3 separate regions of the Zea mays genome follow, and all the other regions are linked to region 2. A link is a contact called in public Hi-C data. All regions are on one chromosome and are shown on one strand. The core of a region is the stretch at or near the end of the contact, and the rest is flanking DNA. Distances in the headings are between cores, read along the strand shown. Region 1 has its middle 8.3 kb from the start of LOC103644152. Region 2 holds the start of LOC103644157 (indole-3-acetaldehyde oxidase-like). Region 3 holds the start of LOC100193357.

Evidence for each region. Hi-C and Micro-C count contacts between places; a contact is called where the count stands out from the background.
Region 1: a contact with region 2 is called in a Hi-C map of ear, with 1.7 times the contacts expected there. The contact joins the enhancer-like site here to the promoter of LOC103644157 in region 2. A contact is called at or near these places in 2 of 25 Hi-C or Micro-C datasets (both in ear).
Region 3: a contact with region 2 is called in a Hi-C map of leaf, with 4 times the contacts expected there. The contact joins the promoter of LOC100193357 here to the promoter of LOC103644157 in region 2. A contact is called at or near these places in 9 of 25 Hi-C or Micro-C datasets (bundle sheath, ear, endosperm and 3 more) and 1 of 3 datasets of contacts at active chromatin or transcription factors (seedling).

The regions. Positions count from the first base shown.
Region 1 is chr1:293,176,730-293,180,177 of Zm-B73-REFERENCE-NAM-5.0, forward strand. No RefSeq gene overlaps it. Among protein-coding and RNA genes, the nearest start is that of LOC103644152, 8.3 kb to the left of the region's middle. Within about 2 kb of position 2,037, at least 12 of the 20 cell types and tissues checked have an H3K27ac peak or open chromatin away from gene starts, as enhancers often do. A contact at or near this core is called in ear, where this site is marked.
Region 2 is chr1:293,327,000-293,330,902 of Zm-B73-REFERENCE-NAM-5.0, forward strand. LOC103644157 (indole-3-acetaldehyde oxidase-like) reads right to left here and starts at 2,336. Exons shown (of 10, transcript XM_008667350.2): 1 at 1,696-2,336; 2 at 1-476. The coding sequence starts at 1,834.
Region 3 is chr1:293,482,655-293,486,582 of Zm-B73-REFERENCE-NAM-5.0, forward strand. It overlaps LOC100193357, which reads left to right and starts at 2,029. Exons shown (of 11, transcript NM_001138489.1): 1 at 2,029-2,280; 2 at 2,372-2,482; 3 at 2,590-2,622. The coding sequence starts at 2,197.

The sequences.
Region 1 (3,448 bases), core at 787-3,286, 150 kb before region 2:
CCTTTGTCTGTCGAATAAACCGGAGAAGCGTTTTGTGCAAGGGAAAAAGGCATCTAATACGCTTGATGGGGGGAAAAAAGTTGCACTTTTGCCATTTTTCCATTGAAATATCTCCTCTGGCTTTCATTTCCTATGTACGGTTTACTGCTTTCGTTGGGTTGTTGACATTTCCGTGAGATGGTGGCGCGCCAAAATGACGAGAAGGAGCAAGGAAACTGGACAAAGGAGCTGTACTTGAAACCGATGGAGACTTGATTGAAACGAACGAGGCAGCGCCTGCCTTTGTTCGGTTGCTTCAAGAAGGGGACAAAACGGAGCATGCTGATGATGATTTAGGTTACACCGATCTACATGGCCGGTAGACGGAACTAGTAAGTATGGCAACCGGAAATTCTCCGTTGGACAATAGCTTTCATCTCTGTCCTCGCGACGAAAACATTTGCTCAAGGAGATTCTTACAAACGTTTGCTGGGACGTTTCTTTCTCATCCCCGTTTTCCACAGAGGTAAATCCCTGACAGAGATCCCAACCTCGCTTATATTATAACTAAGATGTATGTTCTTTGTTAATAAATAATAATGTAAAACATTGTCATTTATAAATATTGCTAGATATAAAAAATCATTATATGCACATCAAAATAAACACATTTGTACAATAAGTGATCTTTTACAAGATAATTATTTATTTTTATCATTAAGTATCACACGAAAACATGTCACGTGTAAGTTTAACGGGTCCTCGTGGGAAACGGAGATAGAGAATGCTTACCTATCTCCATTTACTCGTCGGAGAAGAATTTTTCCGTTTACATCCTCATAGAGGAGAAACTTCCTCATTCCCCTAATAGAGGAATTCTCCGCGGGAAATCGAGGATCGGGCATTGTCTCTAGAAGTTAACCTTGTTTACTGAAGGTGTTTAGGGATCAGGGTAATATGTTGCACCCTCAAGTTATAGGGTTAAAACAACTCCAATAAGTCCAAAAAAATATAATTTTCAAAACATAAAAAATAGGATATCTTTAAAATATTAAATCAAAAATAGGTAATACTCCAATAGCTACCAATAGTTTCTCTAAAACCCTTTTGAATGTGGGCCCTCTCTCGAGTTTTTTTGGTCCAGGTCATTGCATTATGGCGAGGCCTTCTCTCTTGAGTCCTAATGCTGCCAAGGAAAAAGGTGCAGCTTTGCGTCATACTTAGGTGTTGTTTGATTCACATAATTGTAACGTGATGGATAACAGATAACGTTAAATCATGTTTTTTAAGTTCAACGTAATCAGATAACACACTAAAAACGAATATCAGTCTATTCAAACTTATTATTGTTAGCACTCGAATGTGATCATTACTACCATTGTCATTTACATTACATTTTGTAAACCAAACATTAACTTAAGGTGCGTTTGGTTGGAGAGTCCATTAGAATGGAGCGGTTCCGTTCTAGTTTTTTTAGAATGGAGTCGTTCTATTCTTTGTTTGACAAGTAAAACATAGTCACTCTATTTTTTGTTTGGTTGAAGAGTAGAATAGAGCGGAGCCGCTCTGTTCTTTGTTTGGTTGGAGAGTCATATGAGTGTAGAGGAGAGAAGAGTAAGAAGAGCGCTCGTATCCGACCATTTTGGTGGAGCGGAAGCACTTCAACTATTTTTAGTAAATTTCTATATGAAAACTACAGGCACCGCTCCGCTCCTATTTTGTTAGAAACTAAACATAAAAAAACTAGAATAAAACCGCTCCATTCTGCTCGACTCCTCGAACAAAGGCATAAATGTATATCAACCTGGTCGTCATTTGCCCGCTCGTACCTTCGCCGCAGCCGAGCTTGGGGCCCCTAACGGGCGTCTGGGTGCGCAGGAACTCCAGCAGCGTCGTCGACGGATCCACACCGGTGGCCTCGTAACGCTGCCCGTTCACGGCCACCACCACCGCGGCCGGCGCCTTCCCCATCTCCGCGCGCGGCCACCCCCCACCCGCCAGTCCTAGTGCAGTAGTGCACGACGGAGCTGCTGTGCTCTGCCTCTGCTGACTGCTATCGTGGGACGTGGCACTGTATGCCTTACTTGTATATGTAGCACGGGAGTGGGAGTTTCCTGGATGCACCGCTGGTGATGCACGCGCTGACGCCGCCGCCGCCGCCCGGTATTGTAGTATTTGTGCCTGCGACAGCAAGAGCGAAATAATGACGCTGAGAAGAAAGGACTTGTCTATCCATCCAGCGCACTAAGGCTATAGATGTCCAAACGGGCCACCCGGCACGGACCCGGCCCGAACCCGTTTCGGCCCGGTACGAATAGGGCCGGGCCAGGCGTGGCCTGTTGATGCTTCGGGCCGGGTCGGGCTGGCCCACGTGCCTAGGGACATGCCCAAACCCGACACGCACAGGGAAAAATCGTGCCGGGTCGGCCCGTTGGCCCGGTGGGCCTCAACGGACCGGGCCGGGCACTCGCCCGAACCAACAGTAAAGCGGTATATAAATACATATATTTAACAGAATTAATCATATATAATATGCAAAATATTTACGTATCCATTTTATATTTATGTATGCATTTTATATATGTTTGGCCGCGTATTTAGTATTTACATATTATGAGAGAATTAAATGTATTTACATATTTAGTATTTACATAAATATGTGGGCCGCCGTCGGGCCGACCCATTTATCGGGCCGGGCCGGGCCAAAGCACGCGGGCCGCCGTATCTGCCCATACTCGGCCCGCTAAACGGGCCGTGCCGGCCCGGGCCCGTAACCGACCGTGCCGGGTCGTGTTTGGACCGGGCTAAATTCGTGTCGTGCCACGGGCCAAACGGGCGGCCCGCACTGTTTGGACATCTATAACTAAGGCTGAGTCCAGTGCACAGCCTCCCTCTCGCCCCTGCCACGTCAGCTCTCGCCTCCACTCTCGCCTCTGCTGCTCCAGTGCACAGGCTGCAGCAGGCTACAGCTTCAGGCTATAGCCACATCAGCTTTTCTATTTCAGAATTAAGTAATTCACGCGGATTTATTTCAACGCTCAGAAAACACACAACATAATATTTTTTATTGAATTAAAAATTACAAATTGCGTAATAATTAAAATAAAATTACAACGCTTGGGCCGGCTCGACGACTCTTCATTGAGGTTGAGCATAGCCTCCTCCATGGCTGCTTGCAATGTATTGCACATTACCCCTTCAGCTCCTTCACTTGAGTTTGTGCTCGAGGAAGACATGACGTGAAGATGAGTAGAAAAGGCGAGTTTGGAAGAGAGAAATGAGATGAAATGGTGTGTGGAATGAGCTCCACCCGGGTAGGGATATATATAGAGGGATTGGGGATGAAATTTGTGATTTTTTGCAATTTTTTCGAATTTTTTGGACTCCAAACGGTCAAAAACGGCTAGTTGTAACGGCTAGCACACGTGGACCAATCAGATCGCGACACGTGGACCAGTCAGATCGCGCC
Region 2 (3,903 bases), core at 1,086-3,585:
TGGCAGCTTGCTGACATCTGCAGGCTCGTCACCTTTCTTCCAGAAGCAGTTGAGGCCCAGGTCCTCGAGATCAACGTCGGCCGCGAAGCTCTTACAGGCGTCGACGATGGGCCTGTACCCGGTGCACCGGCACAGGTTGCCGGAGACGGCCTTCTCAGCCTCGGAGGAAGTGAGCTTGGAGAAGCCGGCAGGCGGGGCTGGGCGGTCGGCCGCCTTGTCAGCCTTGACAAGCGCGGAGAAGATGGACATGCACATGCCGGGCGTGCAGAACCCGCACTGGGAGGCGTGGAAGCCGGAGAGGCGCTGCTGCACAGGGTGGTAGCCATCCTTGGTGTTGCCAATGCCCTCGCTGGTGGTCACCGAGCAGCGGTCCACGCTGTGGAGAAGCGTCAGGCAGGAGCTCGCTGAGAACTCGGTCACCTCGTCGGTGGCCGGGTCATACTTGGAGACAAGGACGACACATGCACCGCAGCCACCTGTAACGACGTAAAGTTGCAAAAAACGGCAAGAGGTTAGCTTCCTTGTCTCCCCCTAATAAGCACGCAGAAAATGTGTGCGTCATTATATCAACATAGAGAGAGAGAGAGAGAGAGAGAGAGAGAGAGAGAGAGAGAGAGAGAGAGAGAGAGAGAGAAAATGCAAGTTGCTTAAAGTTGGCATAAACTGCGCTGTGTAAAAGCGCACGCCCTGCAGCTACTGTTCCTGATGTGTAGTTACAGATCTGGGACCTGACCACCTAATACGCAGTGTGTAAAGGACTAAAGGTGCCGCCGATTTGTGATGAAACGCCGCAATAATTGATCCTGACATTTTGGAGATCTTGCGTACTTGATCTACAGAAATGGAAGGGGGAAAAGGTTTTATTTTTCCCCTGCTTTTTTCTGGTGTTCTGATGATATATGACGAAGAAGACCTGAAGAGCAGGAATTGGATTAGCAGTTGCCTGCCGAAACCGAGAACAGAGCGGTCTTAAATCTGGAGCCTGCTGTGCATGTATGTTTATTTAGTCTCTTCTTCTGTTCCTGGGTGTTTTGACATGAAAGCAGGCTAGATGCCTAGCCTGGGACTGGGAGCTGTCTTTTCTGGCGAAAACTGTGATCTCGCTGTTGTTGCTTTGTTAATTGGTATAATATATCGTGTCTGAATTTTCTCCTACCAGAGAGAGGGTACCTGGGACACCTGGGCTTTTATGAATCTGTACTGGGATAGTGGGACGGGATGGGATGTCCTGTCACCTGTGCCTTTCAACTTCTTGGCGCGTCAGTGACTTAGTGAAACAGACGGCTGACCTCCCAAGAAAATCGGGGAGGAGAGGAAACGAGAAAACGGAAGGCAGGCAGGCCAGGAGCGGGAACGCAAAGGGGCCGACGAAGAAGAACCAGCAAGGTTAAAATCTGGTGCGGTGAACATATATACGGTGAAGCCTACATGTACGTACGTACGTGTACGGTGTACGCGAATTCCCTCCCCGCCTATTGTCCTATTATATTCCCCATCTACTACAAAGACAGGCATCTGTGTGCTTGGCGGTCTTCTCTCCTTCCTGACGTTCAGGAACAACCAAGCTATATATACAAGCTCAGCCGCGAATCCACTAGCTGAGGAGACGAAGGCAAGAGGTATATATACAAGACTACAAGAGTGCATGCGCATCTATCTATATCCATTCCATGGTGACGTACGGCGGGCACGTACCTTCGCCGCAGCCGAGCTTGGGGCCCCTGACGGGCGTCTGGGTGCGCAGGTACTCCAGCAGCGTCGTCGACGGGTCCACGCCGGCGGCCTCGTACCGCTTGCCGTTCACGGCCAGCACCACCGCCGCCTGCTTCCCCATCTCGATCTCTCCTCTCCAACCTTCTTGACGACTCGATCTAGTTGGCTTGGCTTAGCACCACTCCACCTCGCTCTCCCCCTCCCGGACGAACTGCACCGAGAGAGAGAGCCGGAACCGGAGGCCTCGCATGCACTCACAGACGACACAGCCGCGCCACACGCCTGCCCGCGCGCCTATTCTATTATATACACGGAGCGGCGGGTCTTGCAGCCGCTGGGGCCGGGGGTGCGTGGTGAACACTGAACTGAACCGATGATGATGCACGCGCTGACGACGGCCGGAGGTGGAAAGCGATGGGCACGAATCGCGAAGGGTTTCTATAAAAAGTCGTCGCTGGCCACGTGCACGGTGCACAAGCACTGTGCAGCTAGGCCTATGACAGTATCAGCGCGATGGATGGATGGATGGATCATGGATACCGTATCCATCGGTCATGCATGCATGCACAGAACCTCTGGTCCACTGTGCCGCACCCGCACGGCCGCACCCGCACACCCGCACTGCCACCGAACGGTTGGTACTTGTGCCTGCTAACTACAGTTTCGGCATGCCGGCTACAACATGACTAGCTTATCCGCGTGGCGTACTGGCAGGCATGTGCATATGCATGCATGCATGGCACCGATCGAGCCGGCCGGCCGCCTAGTTGCTCGCGCCAAGTCAAAAGATTCGATATCCGTCTCCTTGTTCGTGGGTGCAAGGAGGCGCGGGAGGAGCTAGCTAGGGCACAGTGTGAGCACATTTGGTTGCATAGTAACAAACGGAAGATGACAAATAAAGACATAATAATAATAATAACAATAACATAGTCCACATGAAGATGATGTCGATCGTCGTTAAGGCAAAGTTTCACTCCGGCCACTATAGTTAACTCGATAGCAACAGGCACTATATACGCATCTTGCCCGCGCGCACCCACGCATAAATTTAACAAAGAGTATTACTAAAGACGCTACGACGACGACGCTGACATGAGCGCCGATCGAGAAGTAGCGATTCCGAACGTGACAGGCGGCTGTCGGGGCTATGAATTGCACGTACAGTACGTCGTCAGGTAGGGGCGAAGCCCGGATCCAAAATTAGGGAAGCAAAATTAGATTAGAGGGGACTGTTATAAGCATTTTTACACTATTTATATGAGAATTAGTATAAAAAACTAAGATCTCCTATAGAATTAGGGGAACATTAGGAGGACATTGCCCCCTGTGCCCCCCCTGCCGTCAGGTCATCTCCGGCGTCTTGGCGGGCCGTCAAAAAGGAAGGCGGGCATGCTAGTAGCTAGCTCTGGAACGCGCGCGCGTGACCGGAGTACGAGCTGGCCTGGCCTGGTGCGCGGCGAGCGGTGGCGTCCGAAACGAACCACCCGCGCCAGCAGTCCGCCCGCCACGAAGAAGACGATCACACGTACGTACGTGGCCGCGGAAACTCCCGCCCGTGTCGTCGTGTCGTGTGTGCGATGTGCCGCGCAGGTAGCCACCCGACGACCAGACCAGACTAGACGATGCCGCCCATATCTATCTATCCGCACTGTATATATACACACCGAAGCGCGCGGCCGTGCTGATGAGCGGCGGACGACGACATCCCATGCATGTCCACTCCACGTCCACGTCTCCACCCGATCCGACCCCCCGGCACGCGGGCGAGATGGCCCCCGACCAATCGCGCGGCCGGCGCGGCGTCGTTTTCTCGTGGTGCCGGCCGGATAGGGGGAAAACGAAACGAGCGCCTGTGTGGTGTGCACAAGTACACGGATGCCAACAGGCGATAGCTAGCTAGTTAGCCGCCACGCAGTGCGTGGGAGTGGGCGCCGCGATCGATCGGATTCTGATTCTGAGATGGGCTCGTACGTCTTTCCACACATCCCTTTGCCTTTAGCTTTCGCCTTTCGCAGGTCGCGGCAAGAATAATAGTCCCAGTCGACATCGTTGGGCGTTTTTCCTTTCTTTCTTTCTCCTTCTATTGGTGGCGGCATGCAGTGTTGATTAGACAACGCACCGCCCGGCGCAGCCAGTCGGACTCAGACGACCCACGGTTGTTTGGCTTTGTCGGGGGCGTCATATGATATC
Region 3 (3,928 bases), core at 779-3,278, 160 kb after region 2:
TCTAAAGAGGTACGATTGATTCATAGATTACAAGAAACTTATATCGTCGTCAACTATATATAAGAACGAAGATCGGTTTAAAACAACCCTCTCTACGATAAAGGAGAACTATCTCTGTTTTTACATGTGGATTCCTTATAAATCATGGTATCCAGCTGTTACAAAAATACTACCCTTATCACGAATCATCATTTCCCCTTATTTGTTCATGCGACAACATTCGAAAGAGGTCACACTAAAAATCCACTTATGTGTGGGAAAGTAACAAGCTAGGCTATACAAGTTTTACTCGATCGAGAGCTTCACCCTTAAGTGGGCTTCCCTTACGTGAGGCTTCAACAAGGATTAGACGAAAGCTTGTGTGTTCACGATACCTCGATAAAATTATAAAAATATCGAAGTCATCGATAGGAGCTTGTATATCTATTTCACTTAAACTTTCAAAATTACGTTTTGTATTGTTTTTTTTCTTTAGTTGCTAGGCTAGTGAATATATTTAAAAACTAGTTGCATCACTTTTTATGGTAGGGATAACAACATTTAGTCAAAATGTGGTTATCACATGAGATAATTTATTTATTGCTTATGTTTTAACTAGCAACATTTAATTTCTTCATGTTTGTCATTGTTTCCAATGGAATACTTAGAGCATGTTTGTTTCCTTGGAGGATTATATAATCTAACTTATTTTGTACAGATTGTACAATCCATATCATATAATTCAGTTTACCTAATTTTTATTATAGATGTTTGTTTTCATAAAAAATTAGTGGTAAAAAGCCAAATAGTAATATAAAATAGGCATCTAATGACCAACTTATGGACTATCATGATCTATATACCTAGACTATATAATCCACTTCAATAATATGTGTTGTTTGTTTGTCTCTTAACTTATTTAAACTGAATTATATAATCTAGAGGGTAGACAGACAGGAGTTAATCAAGACTTTATCAGCTAGCAAATCTTCACACCCCGACTAAAATCAATGTTAAACAATTTCAGGTGAACTATTATTGGCAACTAAAATGGTGCCCATATAATCGACACATGGTGTACTAAATCATCGAGAACCTTAATGCTTGTTTGTTTCCTTGCATAACTATATAATTCAGCTAATTTTTTATAGATTATATAATCCAGTTCATATAATCATATTAAAGATGTTTCTTTACATAAATTATTAGCGGGTAAAAAACTAAACAATAATCTAAAATAAGCATATGATGATATGTTTATGGATTATCATAATCTATGTAGCTAGATTATATAATCCACTATAATAATTTATACTATTTGTCTTTGTCTGAATTTATTTAAGATGGACTATATAATATATAATCTAAAGTGTAATCCACTCTAATAATCTATACTATTTGTCTGTCTCTAAATTTATTTAAGATGGACTATATAATCTAAAGGGTAAACAAACATAGCATTAGGTGTTGAGAACGTTAGATGAGAGTTGTTGCCGGACAACTGAGGCCTATTTGAAACTCAGGAATTTCACATGAATTTCACAAAAAAATTATTTTTAAAACATAGAAAACAAGAAAACTTCCAGCGTTTCAAAGAAAGACGTAAGGTGAACCTATATATTCATTCTCCCAGTGGCCGAGAGAAACGACACGAGTGAGCGCTCCGTGCGCTACCATTGCAGCCAGTACTCGCTAGCTCACGAGTAAAAGAGTTACTTTCTTGTTAACAATATATTTAGAGCCTATTTGTTTTGGAATTATAATCTACCCAGTTCGATAGATTATAATCCCAAACAGGCTCTTATTATTTTGCTGATATTTACTTGGAGCTGCCCTTATCGTGTTGTTATATGGAAATAACATTACAAATCAGTGCATGTCCAAATGCTAATAACAAACAGGTCAAGACTGGGCTTTCTTTGCGGAGTTCTCCTCGAGCATCGGACGAAACCAGGCCCACGGCCCACCTCACTTCGCTGGTACATGCCCGGCATCAGAGTTACTGACATATGGACCACACCTGTCAGAAAAGATAGCCGGAAGCCGGAAAAACCCTCGTCTCCCGTCTCGGAGCGGCGGAGTACGCACCTATCAGTCCCAAGTTCCCGCCACACACCTCTCCATTCCCCTCCCGAAGTCCCGATCCTGTCCTCAAATCCCATTGCTCTATCTTCTCTAGCGGCGAGTCGAGGCGGGGAAGACGAGCTAGCGGCGAGGATGTTGTGGGTAGATAAGTACCGGCCGAAAACCCTAGACAAGGTCACCGTGCACGACCAGGTTGCTCAGAACCTCAGGAAGTTTGTAAGTGCCCGCAATCTGCGCGTATTCGATAATCTAGGGTTTCCCCTATTTTAATGTGCCGCTATAATCACAAGTGGTTTTGTTTGGTCAGGTGTCGGAGCAGGATTGCCCGCACCTGTTGTTCTATGGGCCGTCGGGGTCCGGGAAGAAAACCCTAATCCTCGCGCTCATCAAGCAGATGTTCGGCGCTGGCGCGGAGAAGGTGCATATTTTTTAATGATTGTCCGGCTTTTTCCATGTTGAGGCCGTGCTTTGATGTTAACACTTCCCTTTTCCTGTTATTTTTTTTTAAATTTTTTTGTGTCTCAGGTTAAGCTGGAGAACAAGACATGGAAAATCGATGTAAGTCCAATTATTTGATAGCCCCATCCTCTTTCTAATTAGTGACACTAGCAAATTTCAGATGGTGTGTTGAATACTTAAAGAAATACCGTGTGCATTAGGGTTGGTGCCAGCACACCATCACTCTCTCGTCCCTGCCATGTCAGTTCTCGATTCCACTCTTACCCCTGTCGCTTCGGTGCACAGGCTGCAGCAGTCTATAGCCTCATTCCGTTGAGAATAGTCTCACATTGTGAGTTGTGAGTGAGCAAACATGTTTTATATGGTCGATGGTGCAACTCACTAATGTGCTACTTTTTTTTGGGGGAGGTGGGGGGGGGGGGGGGTGGGGGGCGTTGGCCAACAAACCTAAAATGTGTTGGACCTAGTGCATTCTCAGACAAATATTGGCTCACAATGTGTGAGTGGGAGATTGTTGAGAATAGTCCCACATTGAGAGTTGTGGATGGGCAAACACGTTATATATGGTTGAGGGTGCAACCCCTAATGAGCTAGCTTTTTGGGGGAAGTGTTGGCCCAACGGACCTAAAACCCGATATTGTGCGTTTGGGCACATGTGTTGGGGCCCGACGGCTTGGGTGTGTGTGCGGGTGCACTATGTGTGTGTAGGCGACCCGGCGGGCGCGCAATGTGTTGGTGGTCCGGTTCCAACACAACCCACAACCACATCAACTTTTCTATTTCAGAATTAAGTAATCATGCAGATTTGTTTCAACGCTTACAAATCACCGACTAGGAAGGGTAGATATCGTTGTCAAGATATCAAGATAGTATCCCCTATTGTATCTGTATCCATTAACCATGAAGTTCACTACGGGTGCTTGACCTCGAAGGACATTGTTGGACCCGGCCACTCTAAAAAAAGCATGCCAAAGACTGAGCCGACCCAGAGCATCTTCTCTTTGGGTGAAAAATGTGGAGAGTATTCACCTAATTCATGCATAATACTCAAAAAAAGTTGTTGCCTCATGCGATACCTGCGTCGAAAGTAATTCAGAGGATACACACAGTCATCGGCGAAGTAGTCCTGATGAAGCCGATCATGGGTAGAGTCACTATCACGTTTGATGTAGCGTCGATGGCGCTTGGGCTGTCTCGACGACTCTTCATTGAGCTTGAGCATAGCCTCCTCTATGGCTGCTTCCAATGCATTGCACGTTGCACTTCCGGCTCCTTCACTTGAGTTTGTGCTTGAGGAAGACATGACGTGAAGATGAGTAGAAACGAGGAATTTGGAGGAGAGAAATGAGATGAGATGGTGTACAATGACTTCCAACAGGGTAGAGCATTTATAGATGGATTGCAG